2 separate regions of the Mus musculus genome follow, and region 1 is linked to region 2. A link is a contact called in public HiChIP or PLAC-seq data. All regions are on one chromosome and are shown on one strand. The core of a region is the stretch at or near the end of the contact, and the rest is flanking DNA. Distances in the headings are between cores, read along the strand shown. Region 1 holds the start of Prex1 (phosphatidylinositol-3,4,5-trisphosphate-dependent Rac exchange factor 1). Region 2 overlaps Prex1 (phosphatidylinositol-3,4,5-trisphosphate-dependent Rac exchange factor 1).

Region 1 (4,621 bases), core at 1,641-4,140, 43 kb before region 2:
TCTGGACATCTGTCCTGACCTCTACCAACCCCCAGTAGCTGCATATTAGGCTCTCGCTACCATCGGTTGAATGAAAGGGCAGGAACTTGCTATTACCTCTATTCCTGTCCTCACAGCTCACTTCTGTAACCTGTATCCTGCTCAGCATGTCCTTCAAGGCCAGGTGCTTAGTAGGTGCTTGTTGCTTTACCTTTAGGGCCCCCTAGGCTTGTTAACAGAACCCCACGTGTTTAGGGGTGCAGTGTCCCAGGATATGAAATAGGCCTCTCCTAAGTCAATGCTGTGATCCTTGGTCTTGGTCAGGGACTATTAGGGGAGTGGCCACGCGACCCAGCTCTGACCTGCTGGGTCTTAACTTTTATCCTTTCAATAAGAGAGGCACAGAAGAGACAGGGTCCCCTTTGTCCTCTTTCTGCCACGGGACAGTTGTGTGAGAGGAGGTGATGTCTCTTCTCAGCAGCCATCTTGTGACTTGGAGGCCAAACACCGTGACAGAGACAGCAAGGTCAGAGGTGCTCTGACGACGTTACTACATTTTGAGTCAGCCTCAGGAACCCAGCTCTGGGCCTCTTCTGAGAAAATGATGCCCTTAGCTTTTAAGCTCTTGTTAGCCCGTGTTTCCTTCTCTTTACTGCAAATCAACCCTAAAAGACACAGGCACCTCTAGCATCAGACTGTGAGCGGAATTAGTAAAGGCTGGCACTTATTGGCTGCTTACTGTATGCTCAAAGTCTTACAACACCAGGTTGAAGAAAGTCCCATTACTCACAGAGGAAAAGCCCACACAGAACTAGATTTGGTGATGCAGGCCTGTAACCCTAGCGTTCTGGGGACTGGGGCGGGAGGATCAGGAGTTCAGGGCTGTCCTGGGCTACATAAATCCAACAAACCAGCAACAAAGAGCTCCACAAGAAATCCAGACACGTGTGCTAGGCAGTGTCACTGTTCCAGGGTGGGAGATGATGTGAGGGGCCCGTCCACAGATGTGGAAGTGCTCGGTCATTCTTTCTGACAGTCAGTTCTTGTTTGGAGGGTGGGACCCATGTGTAAATGTGAGGCTAACCTCCAGCCTTGGTCACAGGCTGAGAAGGGGACTAGTGTTTACTTAGCACTACCTAACCCAGCTAGCTGTGTTGCGTGTGTCAGAGGTTCTCTGGCTACCTTAGAAGGCACCGACGGCTCACAACTGTGGACGGGGTGCTCCTGGGACATCCCGGGTACTGTGTGCTGCTATGCTCTTACAATGGAGAACTAACCTGACCCTAGATGTCACTAATCCTGGGTTTGTTCCCTCAGACTCTCATCTTACAGATTAAAAAAAAAAAAATGGAGCTTCAGAAAGGTGAAGTGTCTTGGCCAAGGTCACCCAGGCAGCTGGATTTGGCTGGCTCGTGACTGCTACCAGCTAGCGAGTAATGATTTCAAGACAGGGCCCACTGAAACCCAAAAAGGTGCTGGATCTAAGGACAGAAGCAGTGTTATGTCTGGAAAGCTCAGAAACAAGAAGATAATGATTCTTTGGAAACACTCACTCCATGACCAATACCTGATGGGCTCACCCTTTTACATCCATTTACCTAGGATACCTTGCCCACATCAAATGTCACGGTGCCCTAGGCCCCAAAGGAACAGGGCCAGGGGTAGCAGGAGCTACCACAGTCTCTCCTCTATCCTTGTGCAAAAGACTGTTTTACTTCAAGGCCCCAGAGAACTATTCTAGGCATCTTGAAGGGAAGTAAATAGAGGACAGTGCTCCTGCCCCAGAAATGATGACACTCCACAGAGGCTATTTTGTGAAACAGGGACTGACTCCATAGGAGATAATAGATCTGAGGCGGGGCAGGTAGGGATTGAACAAGCAGTTCAGAGGCCCGGTCAAGAGGGCAGTTGACAAAGGCAGGAATAATTAAGAACGAAGATAAGACTTTCTAGGGTGTTAAAATCACTTTCCAGGGACTATGGCTCAGCCGTATGCTGGTCCCTAAGAGTTAGGTGTTACTGTTCTTCCCCTTGTACTGTGAGGCAAACGGAGGAGCTTTAGGTGGGATGGGGGTGCTGACCAAGGTCATCAATGAGGGGCTGAACCCCAGAGGCTGACTCGGGTCCCAATGCCTCTCGAGGGTAAAGGGGGGTTAGCACGTTAACTGAACGTTTGAAAGATCAAGGTCACACAGAACAGCCTGTCGGCTGGCAGCAAAATTCCCATTTTGGCTTTATCTCTGGTGGGTACGAGGGCGGCTTCCTGCAACGGTCTCGTCCAAGTGGGCACCTTTGCTTAGGGATGGGGAGCGCTGGGACAGTAGGCGCAGAGCTCCGACGGAAAGAGAAACAGAAGTAAGGACAAAGATGCAGCTAGAGTTCTTCCAAGGTCACCGTAAGCCGAGGGCATGAGCGGCCGTGTTGGTGGGGGCGTCGAGCTGCTCTTCCGGGCGTCAGGAGATGCGCGTGGTGGTCGCTGATCCGGCTCCAGCAGATCACCCACGGGGCACTCCTTACGGGTGGATGGCGCGAGCTGCTCTTGCAGAACTGCTGAATGGGTCTTGGCCTACAGACTCAGCAGAACCACGACCTGACTGGGGTCTGGGGCGACGCATTTCCAGCCCCAAACTCTGACTGTGCGGCGCGCGCACGAACCGGCTCTTGGCCGACGCTCCCTGGAAGCCGGGAGGGGGCTCCGCCCAATCCCCGCCCAATCCCACCAGACTCCGCCCCAGCTCAGTCCATTCTCCATTAGTCCCCGCCCAGTTTCCGCATGAGGTGCCGCCCCACCCCGTCCATTTTCTACAAAGATCCCCGCCCACTAGCAGATTGACCCCGCCTCCTTCCCCGCCCATCGCTCAGCCCTCTCTACCAAGGCCCCGCCCATACACCATGACCCCGCCCAGGTCCCGCCCCCGCTCCGCCTGCCCCGGGCCCGCTGAGCGGCGCCTGTCCGGGATGCGGAGCCCGGACGCCTAAGCCGCGGCGCGACCTCGGCGCGGGAAGTTCGGGCGCCGCGCGGCTATGGAGGCACCCGGCAGCGGTGGTGGTGACGGCGGCGGGGACCCAGGCGGGGACGGTGCGCATCCCGATGCTCGCGGCCCCGTCTCCGGGCCGTGCGCGGCCGCCCGCGACTCGGAGCGCCAGCTGCGCCTCCGTCTGTGCGTACTCAACGAGATCCTGGGCACCGAGCGCGACTACGTGGGCACCTTGCGTTTCCTGCAGTCGGTGAGCTCCCGCCACCTGTGGCCGGCCGGCCCGCGTTGCGCTTTTGTCTGTGGCTCCCCGCCTTGTGCATAGTTTGAAATGGTTACATCCGCGCGGCCGCTGCCCGGGGCCGCCCCGCTGGGGGGCCAGTGTAGGGAGAAGCCCGGGTAGGGGCTCCTTAGCTGCACCGGGGACCCTGGGCTCCGTAGCCTTGCCCCAGCTCGAATTGCACAGTCAAAGCCTTAGACTGCAAAACAGCGTCCGAGTGCGTCTGTGTACCACGCACCTTACACTGGTATCAGCAGACTGTGCCGTTACCGGGCTCATCAGTAGGTTATATTTTCTGATCCTTAAGATCAGGGAAGAGTTCGGCTCCAGAGAGGTTGAGTCCCTTGCTCTGGATAGTTCTGCAGGCTACGTCGTAGGGTTGGATGCAGGGCGGTGACCCAGGGCAGCCCTGCGGGGGCTTTAAACTCCGGTACGTAGTTGCCCTGGTGTCTCTAGTGAGAATGAGGAAGGGGCCACTTCCCTACCCTCCTAGGAAGTGAGAAAACTGGAGGGGGTGGGAAGGGCTGGTCTTAGAGACCTGAGGGCTTTAATCTCCGTGCCTCCTGCTGGGGCCGCTTTAACTCCCTTCTTGGGTTGGAGGAAGTCTTAACCCTGCTTCAGGAAGGCGTGCGTTTGTGTGTGTGTGTGTGTGTGTTTCAAGAGACCCCCAATCACACTGGAGTTCTCTCCATCTGGGAAAAAGAAACACTCAATGGCTTAAGGATGCAGGGGAGTCTGTGTGAGGTCGGGGGGGGGGGTTCCCACTGAGGGAGGAGGGAGTACGAAGTTGGGGGGGGGGAAGACGCTGTGTGGAGGCATTGAAAGCCCTTTGGCCCAAGGATCCTTCTGGAAAGGCCTGTGAGAATAAGACAGGGTTGGCTTTCTTTCCCATCTCTTCCTCTCTCACAGTTGAGAAGGGGGTGGGGGAGAGAGAGAGAGAGAGAGAGAGAGAGAGAGAGAGAGAGAGAGAGAGAGAGAATCGGGTAGGGCTTGAAGCTGGCAGTTTCTAAATGAAAGAGGCAGCCACTCTGGCATTGCTGAGCAATGACAGATTCTAGGGAACTCCTCACTTCCCCCTCGCAGTGACTGAGCTGCTCAGCCTTAAAAAGAAACAGGAAATCTAAACTAGTTTTTATATTAATGGGGGAAAAAAAACAAAACCCACTCCCCCATGTGTGCCCCTGGCTGTTGTGCTAGGTTGACTGCGGTTTTAAATCGTCCCTACGGAGACGGGGCCGCTAGGATAATGGAAATTGATTAGAGTCCACATTCTTAGAATTAAAGAAACCAGGGGGGGAAAAGTTTTCTCTGACTTTCATGTCATCCCAGGACACCTGTCGTTTGTGGACAGCCATTGTTGTGTGACTGGGGCATTCTGAGATGAGCC
Region 2 (5,126 bases), core at 1,589-4,088:
CGAGAACACCGTGTTTCAGGCCCAGTGGAATAGAAGCATCTAGAGTAGACGGAGTGGAGAGGGAGACACTTCTGGTACCAGGATATTTAAACACAGACCCTGAACAATTAAGCTCTCCCCAGGACTCTCACACTGAGAGAAGGGACAGGCTGAGGACTGATACCGGCCAGAAGAGAAACTTGCCTCTCAGGAGGGTATTTCTAAGTCAGGACAAAGATGGGTCAGTGACAGGCAGGGCCACCCCTCTTCCAGCATGGCTGCATTCTGTAGGCCTCTTGTCCTTTAAGCCCAAACTGAATCAGCTCTTTCTCATCTTTTCACTGTCACTTGTACCTTCTAAGAACAGGTGACTGAGCATGTTTTAGGACCTGTGCAGCCCAAGTTTAGACCTTATTCTGGCAACAGCTAGATAGCGGAGAAGTGGTTGGTGAGCAAGAGTTGGGGTTATTGAGGTCGAAGCAGGCTGAATAGGGAAGGTGTAGATACCAGCATTGTGGGTGACTGGGGAGGGCTGACTGGTAGACTAGCCAGGAGAGGTTGTGTGATCCTGGGCAGGCCACTTTATTGTTTCTTCATGGCCTGGAAGCTCTCGATGGCCCTGTGAACATAGGCAGAATCGTCATTGTCATCATCAACATCAGCACCACCATCATCAGCATCAGTGTCAGTATCACCGTCCACAACATTAGCATCGGCAGCAGCAGCAGCATCACCAACATCACCGTCATCGTCACCACCATCACCACCACCACCACCACTACCACTACCACGAGTCACAGCATCATTCACGCAGCCCTGCTGAGTGGAGCAGAGTGGGCCTGGAGCTTATTGTCCCAGAGTGGAGTGGGTGAAGGAGCAGTTCCATGAGATTTGTAGGTGTGGACCCTTACCCATGCTGAATGGGTGGGCACAGCTGGACCTCACTCCCTAAAGACCCCATTTAGTCCTTGGCTGGTGGCTTTCTGTGTAAGGGACTGATGACCGTCCAGACCAGACAGGCTAAAACAGAGGGGACTTGGTATCCCTGAAGCCAGAACGTGAGCCACGGGTGCAGTTGATCTGGGGGTGCTCGGTGGTTCCGGGGGGCAGTATTAGGTGCCTCACCTGGAGGAAGGAGAGAAGTGGGTGATGAAAGGTAGGGTGGCCTCTGTCATAGCCAGGCTGGGGCTTCTGGGACCTAGGAGTTCTTTGGGTTCAGTCCCTGGGGTTGCAGCTGAGATTCCAGAGGACGCTTGACGGTGGCTTTCATGATGTTTCTGTGGGTGGACTTGCGTCACAGCCTGACACGTGCCCTGTGCCCTGAAGCAAGCTCTTTGGGCTCCGGTGTTAGGTTCTTGGCTCCCAGAGACTTTCCCACGACGACTCAGATGCAGGAGGTTGATCAAAAGTTCTGTTTGGGTTCTTCTCCTCTGGTGCTGCTGGCTTCAGGTGTGTCTGCCATCAAGTCTGTGGAGGTCTGAGAGGGGGCATCCCTCCCTCCCTACCCTCAAAAAAGAAAACCCACCGTTTCTACTTTTTTTATTTGGCCTGGATTTTTTTTTTTTAAATGGCATCACTAATTTTTGAAAACAAAGAAAATAAACCACAACCGTATTTCCTGTCCCCAGCATCTGGTGGCCACTTGTCATCTGTGATGTTTGGGGAAAAAGATGTGTTTTGATCATTCTTCAAAATCGGACTGTAGCAGTGTAGCCGTGTACCATTAGGTGATGATAGCCTTGCCGGGCCTTTCTCATTTCTAAAACATTTTGCAAGTAGCTCTCTCCAGGGGCCTCTTCAGATCTTCCCCCAGATTCCAGACCTGCCTGTAAGATTCCTTATAATTACAGATTTTACAATTTGTTTTCCTGTGAGGTAGAGTCTCTAGCCCAGGCTGGCTTCAGGCTTGCCATATGTGTGGACCTTGAACAGCCGACATTTCTGCTGTATCTGCTTGCTTTTGGGCAAGCACCCTTTTCACTGAGGCAAATCCCTCAGCCCCATCCCCTTTCAAGGTTAGTCTTTCTCTGTCTGTCTCTGTTTTTTGAGACAGCGTTTCTCTGTGTAGCTCTTGGTGGCCCGGCATTTGCTCTGTAGACCAGGCTGGCCTCAAACTCATAGACCCACCTGCCTCTGCCTCCCAAATGCTGGGGTTAAAGGAGAGCTTGCCTCTGCCTCCCCGCTCCCCCGCCCCCTCCCCAGCCTGCAGTTTGTTCTCTTGTATAAATTTGTAATCTGGAGCAGCAGGAAGAGGATGTGGCTAGAAGGGGCAAGGCCTGTGGATGGCAGTGATGGCTGCCAGCTGCCCTCAGGCACCCTTGCTTTTTTAGGACATTCTTTGGACCCACTTTGCGTCTCCTGTTTTATTTTCAGGCTTTTTTGATGCGCGCGCGCGTGTGTGTGTGTGTGTGTGTGTGTGTGTGTGCGCGCGCGTGCACAAACATGAGTGTGCACATACACATGTATGTGCATGCACGTGGAGGCCAGAGGGTGAACTCGGTGTCAAACTGTTTTGCTTTCATGTGTTGGATGGAGCCAGGGTTTTCTCCATCAACCCTGAGTTCTCTCTCTCCTTCCCTTCTGTGGGATTGAACTCAGGCTGTCAGGCCTGGCAGTCAGTGCCTTTACCTGCTGAGCCACCTCACTGGTCCTTCAAACACGTGTGAAATAAAAACCATTGCCAAGTGTAGACCCAGATCCCTGGACACACAGAACTGGCTGTCACTGGATTGGCAGACGGATGATGTTCACAGGGTTCTGAATAGCAGGGGGCGGGGCTTAGGAGTCGGTAGGGAAGGTAGGGACATGGGGGTCTGTCTCCAGGGTGAGCAGGAAGGAGGAATGTGCTCAGACGCTCAGATGGTGCCACTGCCGTCCATCACCATGGTGAGGAAGGAGGCCATGGGAACGGCCTCCTGCCAGTGCTGTGCAGCGTTTCCTGAGCATTTCTGGACCCCAGTGAGGCCTCAGAGGCCAACTGCATCCAGGACTCAGTTCACCACTGAGGTTTAATGAGTCTGTGTGGGAGAGGGGTTAGGAAGGCTCAGGGTCAGTGAGCTGCTTTTCTACCCCTCACCTGTCAAATTCCCTGCCCCATCTTCCTCTTCTCCCTCCTTCACACCTCCCTCCCTCCTTCACACCTCCCTCCATCCCTCCTTCACACCTCCCTCCCTCCCTCCTTCACACCTCCCTCCATCCCTCCTTCACACCTCCCTCCCTCCCTCCCTCCATCCCTCCCTCTTTCACACCTCCCTCCCTCCCTCCTTCACACCTCCCTCCCTCCCTCCCTCTTTCACACCTCCTCCTCCCTCCCTCCCTCCCTCCTTCCCTCCCTCCCTCCCTTCCTCCCTCCTTTCCTCCCTCCCTTGCACCACCTCTCTGCCAGACCTTCATCATTTGTCACACCTTGGGCCCCAGGTACTGAGGGCTTTGCAGGAGGACTCTACTTCCAGGGCACTTAGAGTATAGTTTTGGGTGGTCATTGCTCATTGGTCCTTGCAAAGGGTCTCTGACCCTGCCACCTCTAGTGTGGCCCCACACCCCTCCCACGGGGAATTTCTTTCAAGCCTCTGTTCCTGGGTCTCACCTGGTCCCTCCCCTTTCTCCGTTTGGAGCAGCCCTGTCCCCAGGGCCCCTTAGTCCCAACTGCTCCAGCACCTGTCCTCTCTGATCTCTCTCTCTCTCCCCCTCCCTCTCCCCCTCCCTCTCTCTCTCTTTCTCTCTCTCTCTCTCTCTCTCTCTCTCTCTCTCTCTCCACAGCTCTGTCTATCCTCAGAAAGCTTCATCTTTCCTATTCTAACCCTGGACTCTGGCCTTTTTTGCTGATGTACTAGATCTAAAACGTCAGACGATGGGCCAGGGAGATGGCACACGAGTCAAAGCATTTACTGTGCAAACATGAGGACCTTCGGTTCAAAGCCCAAGGACCCAACGCCAGCCAGATGAAGGAGTGTCTGCGAACCCAGCACTCTTACTGGGGGATGAGAGGTAGAGGCAGGAGAAGCTCTGGAAGCTGGGGGACGGGGCAGCAAACCTGGCATCAGCAACAGCAAAACAGCCAAGAGGCCTGCCTCAAATAGAGTGGAGAGTGAGGACTCACACCTGAGGTTGTGTGCCTGCACGCACGAGGGTCATTGTCCAGTGAGAAGGAGTTGGTTGGTGAACTTGAAGATCAGCAATAAAAGCTGAGGGAAGACAGCCAGCCAAGGGAATGAGTGCTTCTTGGCTGGAGGGAGGGAGGCTCAGAAGTCTGAGCCAAACGACCTGGCTTGTGCTCTCCGAAGGACTGGGTGTTGGTGGTGAGCTTGATGCCTGGAGCCAAGCCTTGCACCACCAAATGGGGCACCTCAAAGCCAGGTTCTTGGGCAGAGTAGACAGCAGTGCAGTTTTTATGAATGAGTCTAGTGGAGTTTTGCCTGGTATCGTCACTCTGACCCAGAGATAGGGACAGGGCTAGCATGTCCCTGCCTTCTGTCTTCAGCTGGCTAGTTTCAGGAGACCCTGGGTGAGTGGTTGATTGACAGGCAAAGCAGTCATCACTTTTTAGAAGTATGAACTCCGCTGAGATGGATTTATATGTCATTAATATCTAAGTGTACACCGAACGGCTTTGCCAGCATCGTAGCGGCTGCAGGCAGGGAGCTGAGAGCCAACCCCACTCAGCCAAGGTTGCTGGGGACAGGTGACAGAGGGGCCAGGTAGCAAAGAGACATGCTTCACGGCTCTGTCCATCCAGTCAGATTTTTCTGGTGGAATCCCACGGCCTGAGGGAAGCCAGGGCTTTGTCCTCAGGGAGGGGCTTCTAGGGAGGTGGGGGGGCTTGAGGTCTGGGTGGGAGGGGGCCCAGTGAGGCCTTCACCTTGAGGAAGAGAGCTGAGGGCCTGAGAGCAGCTGGTTCTCTGGCTGTCATCAGTGGTGGTTAGGAGATTTAATGCTGATTAGTGTCTCTTGGGGAATGCATGATTTCTCTGATAACACTGCAGGAGTGCTGGAGGCACCCTAATGTGGAGTTGCCCTTCACAGGGCCTTGATAAGAGTTATTTCATGAAGGCCTCTTCTTTTTATCACATGTGTCTGTCCATCCATCCATCCATCCATCCACCTATCCATCCAGGGGTGTGTGTGTGTTTGTATGCCGCACATTGTTG

The links. HiChIP or PLAC-seq counts read pairs in DNA pulled down with a chosen protein or histone mark.
Region 1: an H3K4me3 HiChIP or PLAC-seq map of neural progenitor cells shows a contact between it and region 2, with 5 times the contacts expected there. The contact joins the promoter of Prex1 here to the enhancer-like site in region 2. A contact is called at or near these places in 5 of 39 promoter capture datasets (the HPC-7 cell line, cranial neural crest, frontonasal cranial neural crest and 2 more), 1 of 15 datasets of contacts at CTCF or cohesin (CD8 T cells), 50 of 484 Hi-C or Micro-C datasets (CD4 T cells, CD8 T cells, CD8 central memory T cells and 30 more), 31 of 115 datasets of contacts at active chromatin or transcription factors (CD4 T cells, CD8 T cells, the HPC-7 cell line and 20 more) and 3 of 9 other capture datasets (adipose tissue, liver and pancreatic islet).

Annotation. Positions count from the first base shown.
Region 1 is chr2:166,712,101-166,716,721 of GRCm38.p6, reverse strand. It overlaps Prex1 (phosphatidylinositol-3,4,5-trisphosphate-dependent Rac exchange factor 1), which reads left to right and starts at 2,890. Exons shown (of 40, transcript NM_177782.3): 1 at 2,890-3,207. The coding sequence starts at 3,004. Gm46777 (a long non-coding RNA gene) reads right to left here and starts at 2,893. Exons shown (of 3, transcript XR_001783555.2): 1 at 1-2,893.
Region 2 is chr2:166,668,908-166,674,033 of GRCm38.p6, reverse strand. All of the region lies in intron 1 of Prex1 (phosphatidylinositol-3,4,5-trisphosphate-dependent Rac exchange factor 1), which reads left to right. Among named protein-coding and RNA genes, the nearest start is that of Gm50596, 31 kb to the left of the region's middle. Within about 2 kb of position 2,838, at least 58 of the 459 cell types and tissues checked have an H3K27ac peak or open chromatin away from gene starts, as enhancers often do. A contact at or near this core is called in CD8 T cells, CD8 central memory T cells, DN3 thymocytes and 17 more, where this site is marked.